Linked DNA regions of Mus musculus: region 2 is linked to region 1. The links are chromatin contacts, called in public Micro-C maps. All regions are on one chromosome and are shown on one strand. Each heading gives the region's core, a stretch centred on a gene start, on an enhancer-like site or on the middle of the called end of the contact. The rest is flanking DNA. Distances are from core to core; before and after follow the strand shown.

Region 1 (5,847 bases), core at 1,231-3,730:
TCTTTGTTTAGCTCTGTACCCCATTTTTAATAGGTTTATTTGATCTGGAGTCTAACTTCTTGAGTTCTTTGTATATATTGGATATTAGCCCTCTATCAGATGTAGGATTGGTTAAGATTTTTTTCCTATCTGTTGGTTCCCTTTTGTCCCATTGACAGTGCCCTTTGCCTTACAGAAACTTTGCAATTTTATGAGGTCCCATTTGTTGATTCTTAATCTTAGAGCATAAGCCAGAAATTTTCCCCTGTGCCCATGTGTTTGAGGCTCTTCCCCACTTTCTCCTCTATAAGTTTCAATGCATCTGGTTTTATGTGTAGGTCCTTGATCCTCCTGCTACTTTTCTTAAATATGATCACTTAGAAGTGGGATGATTAAAAATTTGTTATTTTAAAGAGGGAGAGAGAAAAATGGATTCTCTTTAGTTTTATTGAGAACTTAATACAGAAGTACTTGGAGCAAAACAGCATAGTACCAACCAAGAGAAAGAAATAATGTCAATATATTATTTGTAGTTGTTTGTTGTGGGGGCACTATATAAATATTTACTTGATTTTTTGCAACTTATTTGTAAGAATGAAAACTTTAGATAAAGAAGGATGTTGGGCAAGTGTTGGCCACATAAATTTTCACAATCTATCATGCCTGACACATGCTAGATGATGAGGATAGGAGGTAAGATTCCAGATAGGTACAAATTAGGCAAAAGTCTCAGACTCCTATATTACAAGAAACCAGAGGTTGTTAATAAAAGGAGAGAAGGTTGAAAAGCAAAGGGAAAGACTGAATCAAAGTGTGATAACTGTTCAGTTACTAATGGGGTATAGAAAAAGCCATTCTATACTGAGAAATAAGAACTCACATATACTGTGAATTGAGAATGTAAATTGCTGTGGATATTATGGGAAGTAGAATGAATTATCTTCAAAAGAAATCCCACCAATGAATGAATATATATGTTCCATGGGTACAAATTATTTGTTGAGGTATAGGTTTTTGTTTTGTTTGTTTTTAAGGAAGAACTCAATGTGTCACAGCTAACTTCAAACTCACCATGTAGCTGAGGCTGGCCTTAAACTCATGATACTTCTGTCCCAGCATGTTGAGTATGAGGTTCACAGTCATGTACCACAATTTTCACGTGAAATTAGTATATTGGAAAGACACCTTCACTCTCCACAATAGCCAGCTTATGAGACTATGTTATGTGCTCACTGATGGATGAATGCATAAAGAACTTGTGGTACATATAAACAATGGAATATTAATTAACCATAAAAATTAATGAAATTATTTAATTAGCAAAAACATAGATCAAAAAGGAAGACAAATAAGATGCATTGTATAAGCTACAAAATTCAACACACAACAGTAAGCAAAAGAAGAGTAGCTACCAGACTGTGAAAAATATACAGAGAAAGGAGAGATGAATTAAAGATGTGTGTGTGTGCAGGGGTACAGTTGGATAGTTAAAACAACATAATGATCTAAAGCACAGTAATATAACTGTGGATAATAATAGTTAATTGAATAGTTTAAATTAGTGAAGAGAGAAGATTTTTTATGTTTCTATCACTTAATAATTATATGTCTGAGGTAATAGATACACTAATTACCCTGATTTTATCCCTACACATTGCACACATGTATTGAAATGTCACACTGTACCTGATAATTATGTATAATCAGCATGTGTCTGTTAAAAATAAAAGCATATTTTAAAATTAAATAGCCATTCTCAATACCCAAAATTGGAATACAATTTTAAGGGCCATTTAGCAATCCCAAGATGTTGAAAATTTGGTGAGGAGTAGGCCACTTAAAAAGCTTCAAAATATGTTTTCAAATCTAGACTTCTTCCAAAGAGAAGAATAGTGATTTTGAAGTTGATGAATCAGGTAGATGGCAACTTAACAGAATAGTCAAAGTCTAATATCAAAATTGATACCAAAATTATCATTTTCTTCTCTAATGCGTCAATACTGGCAGACATTCTGCCCAGTGTTTTGGATAGCTTACAAAGCAACTGGCAAGTACTCTGCTATATGACATAGAGACAACAGACCAGGGCATGCTGAGGAATTGTTCCAGGTCAAAGGTGACTAAGAGGACACAATGACCTAAAGGGCTATTTGATATAGAATAGAATCAGGATTATAAACAAACCAAAGCTCATTGTTGGAACAACTGTCATATTTGAATAAGGAATGTGGATTAAGCTATAAAATTAGAATAGCATTGATTTTCTGATTTCAGATGGTTGCACTGTAATTAGGGAGTATATACCAAAATAGCTGGTAAAGTGATTCAGTGTCTCCAACATATTCTCCCTAGAGAATGCAATGGTCTTGATTGTCAGTTTAATAAGATGAAATGATGTTCAGGGCAGCCAAGTCCATCTCTATGGAACCATTTCCAGAGACTACTGACATGTGGAACAGAAACTGAAGAGGAAGGATATGCCTTGCATTAGTTGACATCATTCAACAGGCTGAGAGCCTAAGTGGAAAAAATTGAAAAAAAGGAAGCCAGTATGTATGTAAGTAAGGCCCTATTCTTCATGAGTGAGTTCTCTACTTCCCTAGTGTGTACATAGTCATGTCTGAACTACCCAATCTCTATTGTGTTAGCAGAATTTCTCTTTAAAATTTCATTGGTTCTGTCCCTCTAGAAAATCCCAACTAATACAGAAAAATAATGGGGATGGGGCAGAGGGACTGAGAGAGAAGAAAACAGAAAGAAAAACACAGACAGAAAAACAGATGGGGCAAAATGAGAGTAACTGTGACTCTGTGAAGAGTACAGGGGAGATTCTTACACTATGGAGCATAAAATGTTATCAAAACAAGTGAGCAAAATCTATAGTTTATATAAATATCCTCCAAAGTTTTGGGTCCCAGCTTATGGTACAATAAGGAGATGGTAGAGCTTTTAAGAGATGGAGCCTGATAGGGTTCAAGTCACTAGGAATGTACACATAAGAGGGGATTATGGAACACAAATATCTTCTCTATATTTCTCATTGGCCATGAGGGAAGCAGATTCCTCTAGTCTGGTTCCCACAATAGTGTACTACTCAACCAGAGGCCCAAAGGCAATAGAAACAAATAAAAGTGAAGTGAAACCTCTGACTATAATCATTCCTTCTTACAGCTTGATTTTCATGGGTATCTTGGTAACAGAAAGGTGACTAATACAGCAAACCAAATTTAGCCTAAAAAAATCACGTTTTCATTCTGTATAATATTTGAAAAGCAGATCCAACAGAAGGTACTCAAGTATCAGCCTCATGCTGGGTATAAGACAATTAGTTGATGAAAAAGAATCTTACCCTGTCATGGTCAGAATAGGATTGGCCCCAATAGTTTCATGTGTTTCAATGCTTGATCCCATAAGGAGTGGAACTATTAGGTGGTGTGGCATTGTTGGAGTACGTATGACCTTGTTAGAGGAAGTGTGTCACTGCAGGTGAGCTTTCAGGTCTCATCTAGGCCCAATGCTAAGAAATTATTAATAAAAATATTCTTTAAAAATATTTTATTGATTCTTTGTGAATTTTATGTCATGTAACCCAATTGCTGTCATCTCAACATCCATTCTTATCCAACTTTTACCCTCCACCCTTGCAACCCTCCATTACTGCTGTCTACTGTCCAGATGTAGAGCTTTCAGCTCCTTCTCCAGTACTATGTCTGCCTGCATACTGTTACACTTCCACCATGATAATAGACTAAACCTCTGAACCTGTAAGTCAGCTCCAATTAAATATTTTTCTTTATAAGAGTTGTCGTGGTCATTATTTCTCTTCACAGCAGTAGTAGCTCTTAAGATACACTCTGAACAATTTAACCCTTCAATCACCGAACACATTATCCGCATAAAGTATCTGTAGTTTTTGTTTTTTTTTAACCATTAAAAAAATCTTAAATCAAGAGAAGGCATCGAAGCTAGAAGAACATATCCCACCTACAGGCATCAACTTTTGGGATAGCCATTGCCTTGATTAGGGTTTTATTGCTGTGACTAGACACCATGGCCAAGGCAACTCTTGCAAGAACACCATGGTGATGGGAGTACAGGAGAGTTGGCAAGCTGACAAACTCAGAAACCACCCAGGCCCAGGACTTTGAGTTGGCCCACCCCAACATCTCTTCTAACTATGAACTGCTGGAGTTCATGAAGGGGTCTTGTCCTGCAGATTCAAAGCTGTAGGAGCTTCATGTCACAGGGAGACAAGCATATCTGAGAGGAGTCCCAGTGAGGATCCAGTATTGTCACTGTATATGGACAAAAGGGTATCCTGTAGGACACACTGTGATATAACTACAGCTTCCACAATTAGATAGGTATTTTGTGTTGTTTGTTTTGATTTTTTTTTTTTTTACTGTGTGAGAAGGTTGCAAGGGTGGAGGGTATAAGTTGGATAAGAAGGGATGGTGAGATGAGAGAAATTGGGGTGCATGACATGAAATTCACAAAGAATCAATAAAATGTTTTTTAAAGAATATATTTATTAATAACTTCTCAGCCAAAAAAAACCCCTATAAGTCCATAAAACACATAAAACCAGAAGCTCTAATATATACACAAAATTAGGGTAAGATAGATAGATGATAGACAGATAATGTTATGACAAAGCATTGTATGTGAATGTGTGTGTCACTATATCTATGTGTTTCTTGCACTTTTTCTTTAGCTCTTTTTCTTCCATTTGTTTATTTGTTTTGTCTTATTTTGGTTTGCATGCTTTTATTTTATCTTATTTTACTATTTCTTTAAATGCCTGTTCATTTTCTCAGTAGAGAGAGAAAATGTGTGTATTTGAATATAAGAGGTAGTAGAGAAGATCTGAGAGGAGTTAGGGAAAGGAAAACCACCCTTAGAATATATATTGTATGAAAAAAGTCTAATTTCAATTAAAAAATAGAGAAGAAATACAAAAAATCCCATTCTAAAAATTTCAAAGTTTAGTCACTATTTGGAATAACCTTAATAAATCTGGAGATGTCACTTAGTTATCTTCTTTCTTCTGGCCTCTGTGAGAGATCAAGAAGGAGAGTTTTTGAGATATCTTTTTCATTTTGAAATCTTAACTTGAATAGGCCTCTGTCATCATGTCCCACGTGTTGCATTGTGCTGCTTAAAAAATTAGAATATTAAGTTTCCTTTTTAGAACTAAAATATGGATCGGTTTTACAATCTAGTTAAGCGAGGGAACATTGTAAGTGGATCTCTCGATAGATAGATAGATAGATAGATAGATAGATAGATAGATAGATCTTTGTGCTATTACACATGTCCATTGCTGCATGGCCTGAGTTTAAGACTTGGTAAATATATAGTAGAGATTTGAACAAATCTAAGCCTGACATTCTGAACAAACAATTGCGACCACCTGATCTTGAAGAACTATCACATGGATATTAATAGCATGGGGATAGTGGCTGATATTGTATAAGATATGCTATTTTTAACAACTATCATTCTTATTTCTATCTGTAAAAGTGTAGTCTGAATTAAAATTAATATGATCAACCTTGTGACATTTAAGCTCATTGTATCTGCTTTCAAATGTCCAAAAGAACATTGCCTTTTGAAGGTTTGTTTATTTTGGTAGCAGAAATAGGTTCAAGATTGGCAATAAATTATTTTTTTCTAAAAATAGGAAGAATGTTTCATTTTATGCATTGCCATTCATACTTTGTAACTTTTGTTCCTTGATATTACAGTTGGCTTTGTAAAACCCACTGTTATTCACTAAACATTTTAACTGGACAAACTAGATAGATGGTGTTCATAGAGGTATGTCATAAATAAATAAATTGACTAGCCAAGTATGATCATGCACAA
Region 2 (6,226 bases), core at 3,250-5,749, 210 kb after region 1:
TTCTTTTTTTGAGAAGCATGGTTAGAAGTCTCCTTTTCTAGATTCAATAATGCAGTTCAATTTCCTGGGCTGCCTGGTTTCCCAAAGGCACTTACTGTGCCCAGCATGACTCCTGTGTCAAAGTGTCACTCCCTCTAAGGTGTCCCTTTCTCCCTTAACAGCATAGACCTGTCTGGGTATAAAGTTCCAGAAAATAAATATGAAAGGACTTTTTGTAATTGTATACAAAAATTACTTTGGAGTTGAAAACAAAATGTTATTTCTTTTGTCTTAATTTTTCTCAATTAATAAAGCCAGGTTGACTCATCAAGAAGGAGCTTGGATCCCTGAAACTCCCATAGTCCATTCCACCACAAACCTGTGAACAAACATTTCACACAGAGGAGGAATGGACCCTGTTAATGACCAGAGTGGTGATATCACTATCACCTTCGCATGACACTAGGCATAGGGTAAGCAGGAATGCAGAAAGCAGTTGACACACCCCTTTGACTCAGCCTAGTTTCAGTGCTTGCAAATCCTGGCTCCATTATTTCCTTCCTATGTCATTTTGGGCAATTAGTTTCACTTCTCTGTGTACTGCTTTCTCTACAGTAAAAAGAAGTAACAATCATACTGGGTTTACAGTTAGTACATGTAAAGCATTATATATTAAGACCTATGTCCTGGGTAACTATCAGGAATTGGTTGGCACTGAAATAGATGTCAGGGATATATTTAGAAAAATATCTAACACATATCATGAGTTCAATGAATGTTAATTCAAGAGTCAAAAAGCCTTATCTGGCACTCCAACACTCATGCTATTATAAATGTTTATAAGGAGGGTGATTATTTAATATACATACATACATATATACATACATACATACATACATACATACATACATACATAACTCTAGGGAGAGTTGGTGCTGTATTCCAGAATCAAGTACATGAATATTTCTCTGATAAAATGTATAGGCTTAGTGAGCTAAATAAAGACTGCAAGTGGACTCATTTAAGCTCAGGTCAGAACTTTCCATCATTTTGTGACATGAACATTTTTCTAACTTTTCAGAATCATTTGGACTTTAGAAGAATTGCCAGGTTTCTACTTATGAAGTAAGGAATAACTTCAACTGAAATCTTTTTTTCACTAATTCTCAAGGTACAAGTGACAAAATAAATTGCTAAAACCATTGTGAAATAGAAAATACCTTCAGGCATGGAAAATGCAAGCGTGCATACTTAATCTATGGTACATATTAGTCTAAACATTTTCTTGCTCTGATACGGTGTTTCCTAGGTTATCAGCCTGCCAATTCATTCCATAAACACCTCTTAGTCTCTTTTTAAAGAATGTTAAAAGTAATTTTTGAATGTAAGATAAAATGCTTAGGGCTTATGACTGCTTAATACACTCCTATTTATTCCATAGGAAAAAGAAGACAAAACTAGGAAATGGCAAATGAACAGTTGTTTGGAAAGCATGTGTCTCATAAGAACACCGAAGCCTCTGTAGTTGTTCTTAGGGGGAGCGGGGATAGAAATAAATGCTATAGCAAACTGGTAAGCCATTCTGCTACTACCAAAGGAATTCTCTCCACATTGCATTTGAAGGAAATATTTGCAGCTCTTCAAGAGCCTACAATAATTGGTTCAAGATGTTCTTCTCATGGCTGGTCAGCCCCGGATAAACGGTGTGCAGAGCCTTGTGGAAGCTGAGCTGACGTTTACTCATTACTCCATATGTTGGTACTTATCTCTCCCAATTTTTCACATACTAATTTTGTACTAAAGTATGGCTTCCTTCAAGGCCTATGCTTCCCACTTCCATGGTGATCCTGTATACAAAAGCAAGTCAAGAAGACCTGAAAAATGGAGATCATTATAATTCTTCATGGTTTACCCATTCTTGTTATCCTTCTACTCAATGACACTGTAGCAGGAGATCTGAATGCCATTTATGAACTGAATCCTTAAAGCTACATTTCAATGCCTAACTACTCGGTTGCCAGAGAACTACATTCCAAGTCTTATCTGGGTTCTAACAAATAGCTGTTGTTGATTTAAGACCCACCTTCAAAGTAAGCTTAGACACACACCTACACACACACACACACACACACACACACACACACACACACACACATCAAATTTTGAAGGTGTACAGTACACTTATCAAATACTGGGTAGAAATGATTGAGATATGTCTCTCAAATGGCTTCCTTTCACTTTGTTGTTTTGAAAATCCACAAAGACCAAACATGCCAAAATAGCAATGCCTTTAGTAACTCTGGGAGATAATTCATAGCAATGCTTTTAGATGTACATTTAAAAATAAGAAACTCAGAACAAAGAATGACAAACTAAATTTTAAAGATGAAGTTTTTCTGGGACTCACTTTTTAGCATTTACTATTTCAATTTATATTATATCCTATTTTTAATCACTCAAGGCAGTGGCTTCTAAATGTTGAAGAACATCTGAAATTTTTATATAGTCTTTTTCCTATCCTGCATGTATTTAGCTCAATATTAAATTACCGTGTTTTTTATCCAAGCATTTAGATGAAATACAGAGGTGAAAATAATTATTAGTTACTGAAGATACACTAACAGCAGGATAAAAATCAGCTAAAATTACTATCATGCTTTCTCAAAATTTTTCTGTCTCCTTCTCAAACCTATAAATTTATGTGTGTCAGGAGGGCACACCTTAATTAAGCCAAATGACATGTGACATTCGCCCAAATTTGCAGCTAGATCTGCATGTCACAGCCATGCTTGTCTTTTCATTGAAACTGAAGTCTTGGGAGCTATTAGCCTAAGAAAAATGATCTTCAAACCCTTAAAGCGTGTGCGTTAAGGGGGCACAATTTACAGATTCCAACATACTCATCTTTCTCTTCCCATCTGCAGCCCACTCAACTAACAGAAACCTGCAGCTTTGTTATCCTGCTATGGTGTTCCTTTTTTAAGCTGGAAATTTTATGATTCCAAAAGGAACAGAGTGGGAGCCAGAAGTCAAGAATGTACATTTAACTTTTAATTTAGTTGGGGCTACTTAAAGCAAAATAAATAATATTACATCCTTTATAACTCAAAGCCTAATTCTGTTCATGTCATAATTGCATGTTTATACTCATAAATGGAGATTGCCCAGAATACCTATATAATTACTGACACTTAAAATATTTCCATCTAACTCTTTGTAAGTATATATCACATGATTAGTTCTACTGACCAAAAAGAAACAGACAAAAATCAAGCAGCCACCTACTATCCTAATATGCTTGCTGGGCACAACCTTTATGCAATCATATTTCAGAGAAGTCAAACATTCACACTAATATAAAACTGCTATCTCGGTGTCTTTTGGAACACAGATAGTCACAGCTTTACTGTCTTTTTCTGGAATAGGAGCAGCTCAGATTCAAAACAAGAAAACTGAATTTCAGGTTTCAGAGAAAGAAAGACAGGCAGACACACGGGTAGCACACCATTAAGAGTTAGTTGCTCATTACCATCTTAAAAAAGTTATGAACTGTATGGAAATCAGCACCCTTTTGCTTTATCAAAACAAGAACAGAACTGTAATCAAACAGAACAATCTTAAAATCATGACATGAATACAAAACAAATTCTATGACCACCATAATCTGCCATTCACAATCAGATTTTTTTGGTACACTGCTTCTACTTTCATTTTGTAAAGATCTAGATAAAATCTGACACAATGGGGAAGCAAAGGAACCGACTAATTCTGAAAGTATTTCTTCACATTTCGACTCGCTACTCAGACTGAATGCAAATCTCTATCCATGGAAAGTTAGTGTAGCAACTCAAGCAAACAGCCCATTTGGATTTCATGCTTTGCCCCACTGAAAAGGAAACCATGTTCAAAAAGTAAGATCTAGTTCTATTACATATGTTTGGCTAAACTAGTAACTCACATCTCATTTTGTTAATTACCTGGTAACGTCTCAGCTTTTATGTTATATGGTGGGGCTGCCTGCTTTTAAAATCCTATATATATATATATATTTTGCAATTCTCCCACACACCATATGATATCTATTAGGGACAATGCCACTTTTCACTTACCGATTCTGGATAACGCAGTGTTTCCTGGTGACAGAAAGCTGAAGCTTCCATTTGCTGAAACTCCCTCTTCTCAGCTTGGTAAATCTGATTATAAAACGGCTTTGTTCTGATCGCACAAGGCACTTTTTTCCCACAAAAGTTTGCTAACGAGTTATCTGCATTTCATTCCTGTGACAAAATGAATCAGACAAAAGGGAAAAAGGGGACAGGGAATAAGTCCACACAAGTTCTTGGCACACATTTTCAGCTACATTTTTCTCAGTTTAATCAGTAAGCTGCATTAAAGTAACAGTTACCAGTTCAGGAAGCCAGAGTTTGATCAAATCAGCTACAAACAATCTTGCACTGCTGTGTAGACCCCCACGACTGCAGCCACTTGGTCATCTATCACACAGAGGAATCATTGGACAGTCCCCACCCCCATCTTGCTCCTGATGAGCAGTAGCCAGCGGGAGAGTGGAGAGTGGACAGTCGCCTAACACGGGACTTTTTTTTATAGGGAACTGACAATTAGCTGCTGACCAATCACAACCAACACCTAGTACCTAAGTCACATGACAGGGCAGTCCCTATGCCTGTAGAATTTCTGAATTACTGGGGTTATACAAAGGACACTCATTCAGGAAAAGGGGGGTGGTGGTCATAAGCCGAAACAGAAAATACCCCGGCTGCGACAACTCAAGCTTTAAAACAAGTAACACCCTAGCCTCACCCAGACAAAGAAGGAGCTGAAACCCAGCCAAGATGGGAATCAGAAGAATGTCTGGCATGTATTAAAAAATAATGCCAAAGCAGAGGCTGAGTTTAGAAACTCAGTTCAACTATAAATGAACTGCTCATCCCGCTTCTGACGGTCTCCCCGGCAATTGCCCATCCTAAGCTCCGTTCTGTACAGCTCCACAGAGGCTTGCCGATGGGAGAGGTGTATAAGCTTCTCTTCCCTCCCAGCAAAGGGCCCCAAGAGACAATTCCTAAGTCAAACACATTTCTTTTAAAGACAACTATACAAATTAAGCAAATTTAACCATCCTTGGGACAAATCTTTATGCTAACTACAAATCATGTCCCCATCTATTTTCATTTGTTCATATAAAGAACACTTTTGCTACGTAAACAAGCCCACTTCATGAAGTAGCTGCCAATTTATTTTAACACCCCCAATTTTTCTTTTTTTGGTTGTAAGCCTAGTCTTAATGGCTGAGCCATCTCTCCAGCCCTCAATTTTTCTTAAATAACACTTATGCCTCAGAAAACACACACACACACACACACACACACACACACACACACACACACACACACACAAACACCCTTATCATTTCTTAATTCTCTGAAAATGGTACTTACAAATGTTCCTTGTTTGGATCTATTTATTCTCCCCCTTTACCGACATCTAAAGTCAAAACACAGGCTCAATCTCTTCTTTCCAAACCAGACACCCAATTTTTCTCAGGCAAAGCTGTGATAACTCTTTCTCCAAGGCAAGCCCAGAGCACTGTGCTTCTTGCCATTCCCAATTTATGGAAGGAAGCATATGTCAAACAAACCAGGTGATGACTCACACTACCTCCCCTGGCCAAATTTTCCCCAGAATGGGAGGGTAGTGTAAGTACAGCCCATTTGGATGTGACTCAGTTTTATTAGACTGGTGGTTGTAGTTGATTTGACAAGCTCCTTTTTTTTTTTTTTGTTTCTTTTCTAGCTCATGCATTTAAGGATCAGAATGCATGTTCTAATAGGTTTCAAAGCATTCAGTCAGGTAAACAAGAAAGCTCCAAGATTATATTTTAAGCCTCAGTAGTGTTTCAGAACCATATGCTGTAAAATTTACAATTAAGGCCACTGAACAATCAAGTTCACACAACAGTGGCGAAAAGGTTATCTACATGCAGGTCTGCCTCATGTCTTTACTATGGGAGGAATCCAGTTTTAAATCTCTTGTTGGGGCCCGTATGGCAGGTTCTTCAGGAAGTGGTCAGGGACCTGAAAGCAGAGCCGTGTAACAGGCTTTCACTTTTGCGTGTACTGCAATTTGCACTCTAACCTGACTCACTCACATAGAATCACGAATTCAACAATGGCCTCACCACAACCCAACATCTGCATAGTCTTTTGATGTCAATGGTTTAATAGCTGAA

Evidence for each region. A called contact is a pair of places that touch in the nucleus more often than the background predicts.
Region 2: a Micro-C map of macrophages shows a contact between it and region 1, with 4 times the contacts expected there. The contact joins two enhancer-like sites. A contact is called at or near these places in 2 of 484 Hi-C or Micro-C datasets (bone marrow-derived macrophages and macrophages) and 1 of 115 datasets of contacts at active chromatin or transcription factors (bone marrow-derived macrophages).

The regions. Positions count from the first base shown.
Region 1 is chrX:18,954,366-18,960,212 of GRCm38.p6, forward strand. No RefSeq gene overlaps it. Among named protein-coding and RNA genes, the nearest start is that of Mir221, 190 kb to the right of the region's middle. Within about 2 kb of position 2,481, at least 5 of the 459 cell types and tissues checked have an H3K27ac peak or open chromatin away from gene starts, as enhancers often do. A contact at or near this core is called in bone marrow-derived macrophages and macrophages, where this site is marked.
Region 2 is chrX:19,162,687-19,168,912 of GRCm38.p6, forward strand. It overlaps Gm14636 (predicted gene 14636), which reads right to left. Exons shown (of 5, transcript NR_168020.1): 4 at 4,089-4,256. Among named protein-coding and RNA genes, the nearest start is that of Mir222, 19 kb to the left of the region's middle. Within about 2 kb of position 4,500, at least 161 of the 459 cell types and tissues checked have an H3K27ac peak or open chromatin away from gene starts, as enhancers often do. A contact at or near this core is called in bone marrow-derived macrophages and macrophages, where this site is marked.